Regions from separate parts of the Mus musculus genome. Here all the other regions are linked to region 3. A link is a contact called in public promoter capture Hi-C data. All regions are on one chromosome and are shown on one strand. Each heading gives the region's core, a stretch centred on a gene start, on an enhancer-like site or on the middle of the called end of the contact. The rest is flanking DNA. Distances are from core to core; before and after follow the strand shown.

The links. Promoter capture Hi-C pulls out the DNA fragments that hold promoters and counts their contacts.
Region 1: a contact with region 3 is called in a promoter capture Hi-C map of the HPC-7 cell line. The contact joins the enhancer-like site here to the promoter of Usp7 in region 3. A contact is called at or near these places in 10 of 39 promoter capture datasets (the C10 cell line, the HPC-7 cell line, cranial neural crest and 7 more), 2 of 115 datasets of contacts at active chromatin or transcription factors (bone marrow-derived macrophages and memory CD8 T cells) and 2 of 9 other capture datasets (adipose tissue and liver).
Region 2: a contact with region 3 is called in a promoter capture Hi-C map of pre-B cells. The contact joins the enhancer-like site here to the promoter of Usp7 in region 3. A contact is called at or near these places in 7 of 39 promoter capture datasets (the C10 cell line, the HPC-7 cell line, cranial neural crest and 4 more), 1 of 15 datasets of contacts at CTCF or cohesin (the NIH/3T3 cell line), 1 of 484 Hi-C or Micro-C datasets (B cells), 11 of 115 datasets of contacts at active chromatin or transcription factors (astrocytes, bone marrow-derived macrophages, craniofacial prominence and 6 more) and 4 of 9 other capture datasets (adipose tissue, embryonic stem cells, liver and 1 more).

Annotation. Positions count from the first base shown.
Region 1 is chr16:8,454,097-8,456,903 of GRCm38.p6, reverse strand. No RefSeq gene overlaps it. Among named protein-coding and RNA genes, the nearest start is that of Mettl22, 15 kb to the left of the region's middle. Within about 2 kb of position 1,538, at least 41 of the 459 cell types and tissues checked have an H3K27ac peak or open chromatin away from gene starts, as enhancers often do. A contact at or near this core is called in the HPC-7 cell line and memory CD8 T cells, where this site is marked.
Region 2 is chr16:8,407,941-8,410,784 of GRCm38.p6, reverse strand. Tmem114 (transmembrane protein 114) reads left to right here. Exons shown (of 4, transcript NM_029070.2): 4 at 1,024-1,509. The coding sequence ends at 1,256. Among named protein-coding and RNA genes, the nearest start is that of Gm24579, 6.5 kb to the right of the region's middle. Within about 2 kb of position 1,419, at least 10 of the 459 cell types and tissues checked have an H3K27ac peak or open chromatin away from gene starts, as enhancers often do.
Region 3 is chr16:8,736,629-8,739,620 of GRCm38.p6, reverse strand. It overlaps Usp7 (ubiquitin specific peptidase 7), which reads left to right and starts at 1,279. Exons shown (of 31, transcript NM_001003918.2): 1 at 1,279-1,417. The coding sequence starts at 1,336.

The DNA of each region.
Region 1 (2,807 bases), core at 289-2,788, 280 kb after region 3:
TAGTGGGTCCAAGGCTGGTTAACATTGTCAGATTAGGCAAAGAGACTTTATGTTCTTTGTAGTTTGTGCTGGTGCTTGCAAAGTACCCAGAACATTGCTGGGAGTGGGACATATAGAAAATCCCACAGAATGGACTAGTTAGAATATAACTTACACAAGCTAACAGTCATCCTCCTGCCTCTGGACCTTGTCCTGCCTGTAACCCTCTCCATTTAGGGCTCTTATACTTGCAAGGCCTGTTTCAGGGAGGGCCAGACTCCCTTACTTATGTCACAGGACAAAAATATTCATTGATTTTTTTTTTGTTTCCATGTGTGCTGTGTATATGTGAATATGCATGCTTCACATGTGTGTGGGCACATGTATGTGAGTATGTAGAGGCCTGAGGTTGATGCTGATAATTCTCAGTCATCCTTCTACTTTGTGCCCTGGGCAACGTCTCCCAGTCAGCCCCAGAGAATTTGGGCACATTGGTCTCCTTACCCAGCTTGCTCAGGGATCCTGTCTTCTTTAGACTTAGAGGCAGGTCTTCATGCCCACCAGCACTGATGTGGATCCTGGGGCTCCAAACTCTGGTCCTAATGCTTCCAATTAGGACACCGTAGCTGACGAGTCATCACCTCAGGAAAAGCCTTTTCAGCTTGGCCCACCAGCTTCCCAAGCCACGATGCCATCACCTGAGCCACATGCCCACCTTTAACTGGTCCCTTGAGATTCTATGTGCAGTGTGAGCCTGATATCCAGTTACCTGGCAGCACAGTGGACCACAAGCATCCGTGGCCCCTGGATGATGGTGGCAAGGGATCTCCTTGGACATGCTTTCTCATCTCCTTCTCTTTTTTATTCTTTATTGTTTGAGAATTTCATATGTGCATGGAATGCGCTTTGATCAAGTCTGTCTCCCATTCTCTCCCATCTGATTCCTCTCCTGCTCCTCCACACTTCCCTCTCAACTTCACATGCTTGCGTGCTCTGTCTCTCCCCTCCCTTCCCCAAGCCTCCCAAGCTGCTGAATTCACCTAGTGCTGGCTGTGTATACATGGGTTTAGGCCATCTACTGGAGCAGGGAGTCTCTCAGGGGACAGATCCTTGAGAAAACTGCAGCTCCATCAGCTAGTTACTCAACAACCCTTGATTCTATAGCGGCATCGTGTAAGGAACATCCAGGGACAGGTTGAGGTGTGTGTGTGTGTGTGTGTGTGTGTGTGTGTGTGTGTGTAAAATGCTGACTGACTTGGTAGATGGGAAGCAGAGTTCAGGACAGAGAAAGGAATAAAATATGGCCAGGAAAGACCCTGAAGAAAGGGATAAAATATGGTCAGGATCATCCCGAGTAGTAGAAGAAAGGCAAGGTGTGAGCCTTGGGCAGATCTGGGAGTGAGCCTTACTCTTGCTGAGTGCCAGCTTCCCTATGTAGGAGAGATGGACAGGCTAATACCAGGCCTTCACCCTGCACTTCTCCCCCACACCTCCCCTATCTATACTAGTCAGAGAGTGGGCGGGGATGCTTTTGCCCAGGCTCATCCTGTTTTGTGGTCTTTTGTAATTTCCTCTTCTCTCTCTACCTCTCATTTTCTCTTTGCCAGCCAGTGATAGGCTAGGAACTTCAGGTCACAAAGAAGCTTTGATTATCTGGCTCCCTGGCAGCTCCTTTCATCTTGGGAACATTTTGCAAGCCAAATCTAATTGAGGCGGGGTGGCAGGCTTGCAGGGAGGGTCGCATCTTCTCCGGTTAGCTACCAGTGCTCTGCTTAGGGAATGGCTCTCACATCCGCTGGACACACAGGCTCAGCCCCCGCTGTGTTCTAAGGGGTGTCAGCTCTACTTTCCCCAGCTTCCCCGAGGGAAGCTTTTTGAAGATCAGGAAGCAGAGGCTCACTTGCTTGTTGGTGGGGAAGGGGGGGGGGTTGGGCAACTCCAATCCCCAGATGCCTGTCTCATGCCCTCTCATTCCCACTGTCCCCAGCCAGGCCACTTCTGGCTCATGGTGCAAATTCAGTTACTACAGTCTCCGGGAGGCCAAGTTCCCAGCTTGCTTTCCAAATGGCTTTGGATATTAATGCTCTGTGGGAGGATTTTAGCCATGGGTGAAAAGGTGGCTTGTGCAAAAACAACATTTTTGATTTCTTCTTTCTCAGTTGGGAAAATGTGTTCCAGGCAGCAATGCTGAGCTCCGCGGGGAAAGCACTGGAGGAGCTTAGAGGGTACTGGAGGCTTTGCGCAGGGAACACGACCCAGGCAACCAGGCTTCATAGCACTGACTGTCCTCACAGATAAAGGGGTTACACAGAGGCTGGAATGATGGGGTAATATGAGTTTGCGGAGTCAGAGACCTGTGGGGAGCAGGCCTGGAGCAAGAGTGAGGTTGAGACCTGTTCGAACCTTGGAAATCTGGCTGGAGATCTGCAGGAGTAGGATTGCTCACCTCCTGCCCTGCCCCGCGTGTCCTAGCGCACTTAGCCCTGTGCCTCCACCTTTGCCCCACCGTTGGTGGTCACCTAGCCAGTTGGTAGTCAGGATAAACCTCCTTTCCCCTTATAAAGTCATGTCCAGCAGTACCTGGAATTCCTCCTCATGCAAGTGAGGCAATCCTAGCACCCTGGCCTCAGCCAATGATGTACACCCCCCCCCCCAAAGGTTTATATACCCTATCGACTCTGTTCTAATCTGCTCTCACTCATCGGTGTCTGAAATCTCCAACTCAGGGCTGGTTCCAACCACCCAGAATCCACTGGCTGTGATTGCTAGTGATCACACCACTTCAGCAGAGCCTGAACTGTAAGGTTACAGGGGACCTCAGGCACCTG
Region 2 (2,844 bases), core at 170-2,669, 330 kb after region 3:
CTTCTTGGGTCCCAATGATTCACTGATTCAACGGAAGTTCACCAGGGGAACCTGTGAGTTTATGAGGCTTACAGGCAGAGCAGTGGGTGAGGCAGAGCATAGATGACCTTAAAGCAGCCACCCCAGGAGGTCTGCACCCACCCAGCATGTGTGATGACTCCCTGTGGCTGTGTAGATGAAGCCTACCCCTTTTCTCCCCTCCGGATCTCCTCCAACCCTTCCCACAAGCCCACAAAAAATTAGGGTAGAAATGCTTCTAATGGTGGTGGCTAGATCCTCAGGTGAGGGTGCTAAGACCCTCTCTGCCCCCTCCAGGCCAGCAGAACTCCTGATGTTGGCAGCAGTTTGGCTGGGAGGACAGACCTGCATAATGAGGGAGAGGGGAAGAGGAGAGAGACAGAGGAGGGAGAGGAAGGTAGGGGGAGGGAGATGAGGGAGGAGAAAGAGAAGAGAAAGAGGTGTATGTGAAGAAAATCCAGCTCTTATGTTAAAAGAATAGAAGTTTTTTTTTTTTTCTTTTTCTTTTTTCCTGGAGCTGACTATTAGTGACCATGGTCTGGGAACAGAGATTCAGGTCTTCCGTCTCCACAAATATCATGTTCCAATGAAGTAGAAATTCATGGAACGTTTTATGGCAACGAATAAAGAAAGCCATAAGTGGTCCATCGGTGGGTACATTTGGATAGGTGAGTTTAAGTAAGATGCGGAGAAGGCTGCTCTAGGGCTGGCTTGCTGACAGCCCGATAAGCCCTTTGGCGGGGACGGACAAATCTACATCATCGAAGTCTTAATCAACCCGCCTTGGCAGACATAGCTTCTTTCCAGGACTTCTCAGGCACAATGGAGAAGGATGGAGGCAGGAAGGACGGAGGAGGTGAGAGGAAGAGGAGTTGAAAGAAGAGTGAGGAAGGAAGCTGAGGGGGTGGAGGAGAGAAGGGGTGGGGGTTCAGGAGGGAACTGGGTGGAGGAGGAGGAGGAGCAGACCAAGAGGTCCTGAATGACTGTCCCTGTCTTTCCCTGCAGCCATGGTGACCCTCACTGGAATCAGCATCTACATTGCGTACTCAGCAGTTGCCTTCCGAGAGGCAGTATGCCTCCTGGAGGAGAGGGCCCTGCTGGATCAGGTGGATATACGCTTTGGCTGGTCTCTGGCCCTCGGCTGGATTAGCTTTGTATCTGAGCTGCTCACTGGGGTGGTCTTCCTGGCAGCGGCGCGTGCGCTCAGCCTGAGCCAGAGGCAGGACCAAGCCATCTGAGTTTGGCCAACCCAGGAGGCGCAGGGCCTTTTGGACCCATCTCAGTGGATGGCAACCTTTTCTTACTCAAATACCATTGACAGAAGCCAGAAAGCCAGTGGTGGCTCGCTGAGGATGAGTGCCCCCTGGCTGCTGTCTTTGTGCTATCTGGGCTGCCCAGTCTGCTGTGATGTGCGCATGTGTGTGCTTCTGGTAGTCCGGAAGAGAGGGAGTGTGGAGCCCTTATCACCTGAAATAAACACCAATCCTAGTCACCCGGTAGTTTTTGAGCTCTGCCTCACCCTGCGCCTCCTCTGGCTTCATTTTGTCCTTGGCCCTGCCCTTTGGATCAGCTTCTCTTCTTTGTGAGAAGATGCTGGGTGGATCAGAGAGGTGGGATAACGTGTGCAAAGGTGCACAGAGACACGGGCATGCTTGGCTCTTCAAGAGTCACCCTGTCACGGTGGTGGCACACGCCTTTAATCCCAGCACTTGGGAGGCAGAGGCAGGCGGATTTCTGAGTTCGAGGCCAGCCTGGTCTACAGAGTGAGTTCCAGGACAGCCAGGGCTACACAGAGAAACCCTGTCTCGAAAAACCAAAAAAAAAAAAAAAAAAAAAAAAAAGAAAAGAAAAGAAAAGAAAAGAAGAGTCACCCTGTCTGCCAGCACAGCGTCCCAGGGTCCTGTGGGGTCCTTCTACCTCAGATGCTACCTTAAGCTTCACACAACCTGGACCCAGACAGGAGGACACAGTGGGTAGCACCAGGGAGAAGTCAGAGCTCTGGGGTCCCAGCACCAAGGAGGGAAGGTTTCCTGAGTGAGTCACTCCAGCCAGTGTGTGTGAATAGAGGGGGTCGGTGAGAGTAGAGTGCAGGGAGAAGTGGAGGGAGGGGTTAAAGAAGGAAGTGGAGGGGGTAGGAAAGAAGGGATGGAGGGGGGAACAGAGAGTGGAGGAGGAGGGGAGTGGAGGTGAAGAAGGGCATGTGGGAGGGTTGGGGTGGAGGTGGAGGAGAGGGAAGTGAGAGAGGGGAGTTGGGGTGGAGGAGGGAAGTGGAGGATTTGGGAAGAGTACTGCCTAATTCTCCATAGGAAAGGTTTTCTGGTACAAGGAGTTTCTGGGCTAGGGGCTCACTTTGGAAATGTTAACAGATGTATCTCAGAGGCTAGAGACCCCCTGGACCACTCAGCTGGGCAGTGTTGGTCCTCTGTACTTCTCCAGGGGTGTCGGGAGGCCCCCAGAGGAAGAGGGGCAGGCACAACCAGTACGAACATCCCTCGAAACCACAGTTTCATCCTCAGATGCTCACCTCTGTGTCTGTGCCCAGCTTGAAGGCCAGATGTCAGCCCTCGCCCAGCCTAGTGTGGAGCTTGGCAGTACTCAGCAGGAGTCACTGGGGACTGCAGCCCAGGATGGGAGGTGGGGATCCTTGGGCTGAAGGAACTGCAGGAGCTGCCAGTGCGTCAGTGGGTTTCACGGCCATTGGTGCGTGTTATTAGATGACAACACTGTTCTCAGCATCATGACATCATACCTTCACAATGTCACCATCCTCGCAGGACATTGTCATCAAATGACACCACTATAGTCACCAATGACATCATAGCCTTT
Region 3 (2,992 bases), core at 30-2,529:
GCCTCCCAAATTCTGGGATTAAAAAGGCATGTGCTACCCCCCCCCCCCCAAGTCAGTTGGCGCTTAGGCCTTAAATCAATCAGATTTTCCCTCTTCAAATTTCTTGTATTGAAAAGTTCGCTTTTAAAAAAATTTGACTCCTAAAACTTAGAAAGGTAGACGCAGGAGGATCAGGTGTCCATCAAGCACCATGAAAAGTTCCAGGCCAGCTTGGACTACCCGAGAGACTCTTTCCCAGTGGACGATCGTGGCCAACCTGATCTCCTAGAGAGGAAATAAATGAATGCTGGGATAGGTGAGAGCCGAAGGACTACACTTTGCCTTATTGGATCTAGGGTGCAAAAGAGTTAAGTTTCCCACGTATTTGCCCGGGTGAGAATCCCGGGGCCGGTTACGGGCCGTAAAACGGCGCCGCGCCTTGGGCTCCTTGTCCAGCCCAGTTCCCGCGAGCACCCCTACCCTCAGCCGGAGCCCCGCGGCCCTGGGCTGCGCTCCGCTGCCTCACAGAGGAGACCCCGGCGCCCCGCTCCAGCAGGGCTGGCGGGCGGGCGGCCGGCGCGCGGGGTGGGTGCTCCTCGGTGGCGGCGGGCGGGCCGCTCCCTGCTCCGCCTCCCGCTCCGCCTCCCGCTCCGCCCGCCGCCCGCCCTCGTCTCGTTCGCTCCGCTCTCGCCCCCCATGCGGATGTGACATTTCACGCCGCCGCCATTTTGAGAGCGAGCTGAGCCGAGCCGAGCCGCCGGGCGCCGCGTCCGCTGCCGGAGCCCCGACGACGACGCCGAGGAGGCGGAGGCCTCAGCGCCCCGAGCGCGGCCAGCCGGTCACCCGCCCGCGCAGCCTCAGCGGTCGCCGCCGCAGCCCACACCCGGGCCCGCAGGCTCGCCGCGGCCCGCCCGGCCTCCAGCCTTCCGCGCCCGGTCCGAGGCGGGGCTGACTACGCGGCCCCCGCCCGGCCGCCCTCCGCCCCCGGCCGGCCCGCGGCCCCGCAGCCCCGGCCCCGGCGGCGGGAGGCGGGCCCTGCGGCGGCGGCGGCGGCGGCGGCAGCGGCGGCCGCAGCGAGCGAGGAGGCCGCCCGGCTCGGCCCGCCGCCGCCCGCCCGCCTCGGCGCCGAGATTGGGCGAATCGCGAGCAAGTACGTGCGCGTCTCCCTGCCGCCGCCGCCGCCGCCGCCGCCCGCCGCGGGCCGCCCCGGGGCCGCCGCCGCCGACGACGCGCGGGTAGGAAGAGGAGGAGGCCGCCCCGCCGCCGCCGCCGCCGCCGCCTCTGCTAGCAGCCGCCCGCCCGCCGGGCCCGCAGCCCGGGCCTCCGGCCGCAGGCGAGGCCCAGGCCGCGGCCGACATGAACCACCAACAGCAGCAGCAGCAGCAGCAGAAAGCGGGCGAGCAGCAGCTGAGCGAGCCCGAGGACATGGAGATGGAAGGTGAGGCCCGCAGCGGGGCCGGCGCTTTCATTGTGGTCCGGGCGGCCGCGGGAGCCACGCGAGGGCCTCGCCATCTTTAACCAGGCCGGGCTGCCGCTCGGCCCCGCTCGGCCCGGCGCTTTTGCCGGGCCGGGGCTGCACAGTCATGCGGCCCGGCGGGGGGTGGCCCCGGACCCCCGAGTTCACGCATTGTGCAGCGCACGGGCTGCTGGGCACAAAGCGCCGGAGTCGTAAATTAGGATCGAGGTGTGTTGGCTCCGGGTACCCAGGTTGGGAGGCGGGCCCCGGGGACCGTCCTCTTTCCGGGGTGTGTGGCTCTGGCCAGGCTGGTTGGGCCTGCTCCCCGGCCCCTGAGCTCTTGGGGTGGGTATGGGAGCGGGTGCGCAGGTTCCCCTGCACCTGCTTCTGAACGCGCCCCCGGAGAGCCTCCCCCCAATAACTTCCGAGCGCTCTGCCGGGCGTCGCGCTTAATTGCGGAGACACCTGCAAGGCGCGCAGCTGCCCTCAGCCTTTGGACTTGCTGGGAAAGTACTCAGGTTCGCCTAGTTTATAAGTTACCTGGGCTTGTGGAGGAGTTTGGGTACCTGGCTGTAGGTGGTGCCGTCCACGTCCGGCTAAAAAGTGTGCTTGAAACTATGGAGTTCCGCCGCACATGGCTGGCCTACTGCAGAAGCAGATTAAGTTCTGGAGGTAACTATGTTTTCTACCGGAGCCGCAGGAATTTATCTTGGTACTGGATTTTATACTGTTTGTAGAGCTTCGCTATCAAGGTTTGCTGTGAAAGCGCAGTGGAGGGACTCTGGCTTCGGGATCTCATGCTGGGTTGGTCATTTTCTTTTCTTTTGACTTGGTACTTTAAGTGAAGGCAGTATGCGCGGTTACCTGCCCTAAAGGGGTCAGACAGGCAGGAATCCCAGTGAGGGGCAATGAATGGACCGTTCAGCAAGTGATAGTGGCTTTCATAAATGAATGAAGGTTCCTAGGAAGTTGGGGTAAAACTGTATTTGTTGTGTATGATGTAGCATGCTCTAGGCTAGGAATACTGACTCTTGACCCCCCCTGTGAATAACTTGATGGTGATCAGTGGGAATCAAACAATTGTCTGACCATGCAGCAGAGGGAAAAAGGCCCTAGGGGGCCGGGGGAAGGGGGAAGCTGAAGTTCATGCCAAGGACTAGGCTGTTTCTCTTGGCCTCAGCAAATCAGTAATTTCAGAGTGTCTGGCAAGTGCGATTAAACCAAATAGCTGATGGAACTCACCTTTGGGAGATTAGTGTACTCCTTTTATGCTATAATTTCATGCACGTCTAAAGTGGAGAGTTGCTCGGAACGTGAACATCCGTTTTCCTTTCAAGTCTTCCTCACTGCTCCTCTAGGGCTTTGTGAGAATAAGATTGGACAGCGCTGGGGGGGGGCATATTTCTGATACAGACTGTATCTGGAAAAATGTCTATGTCCAAAGTTTTGACGAGATTAGGGTGGTGGAAGATCTTCACAGGTTTTTTTACCCATGATATCCTGGGCTTCATGCTTGCTTCCCAGAGTTTTCTCGTGAAACTTTCATTTTCTATCAAA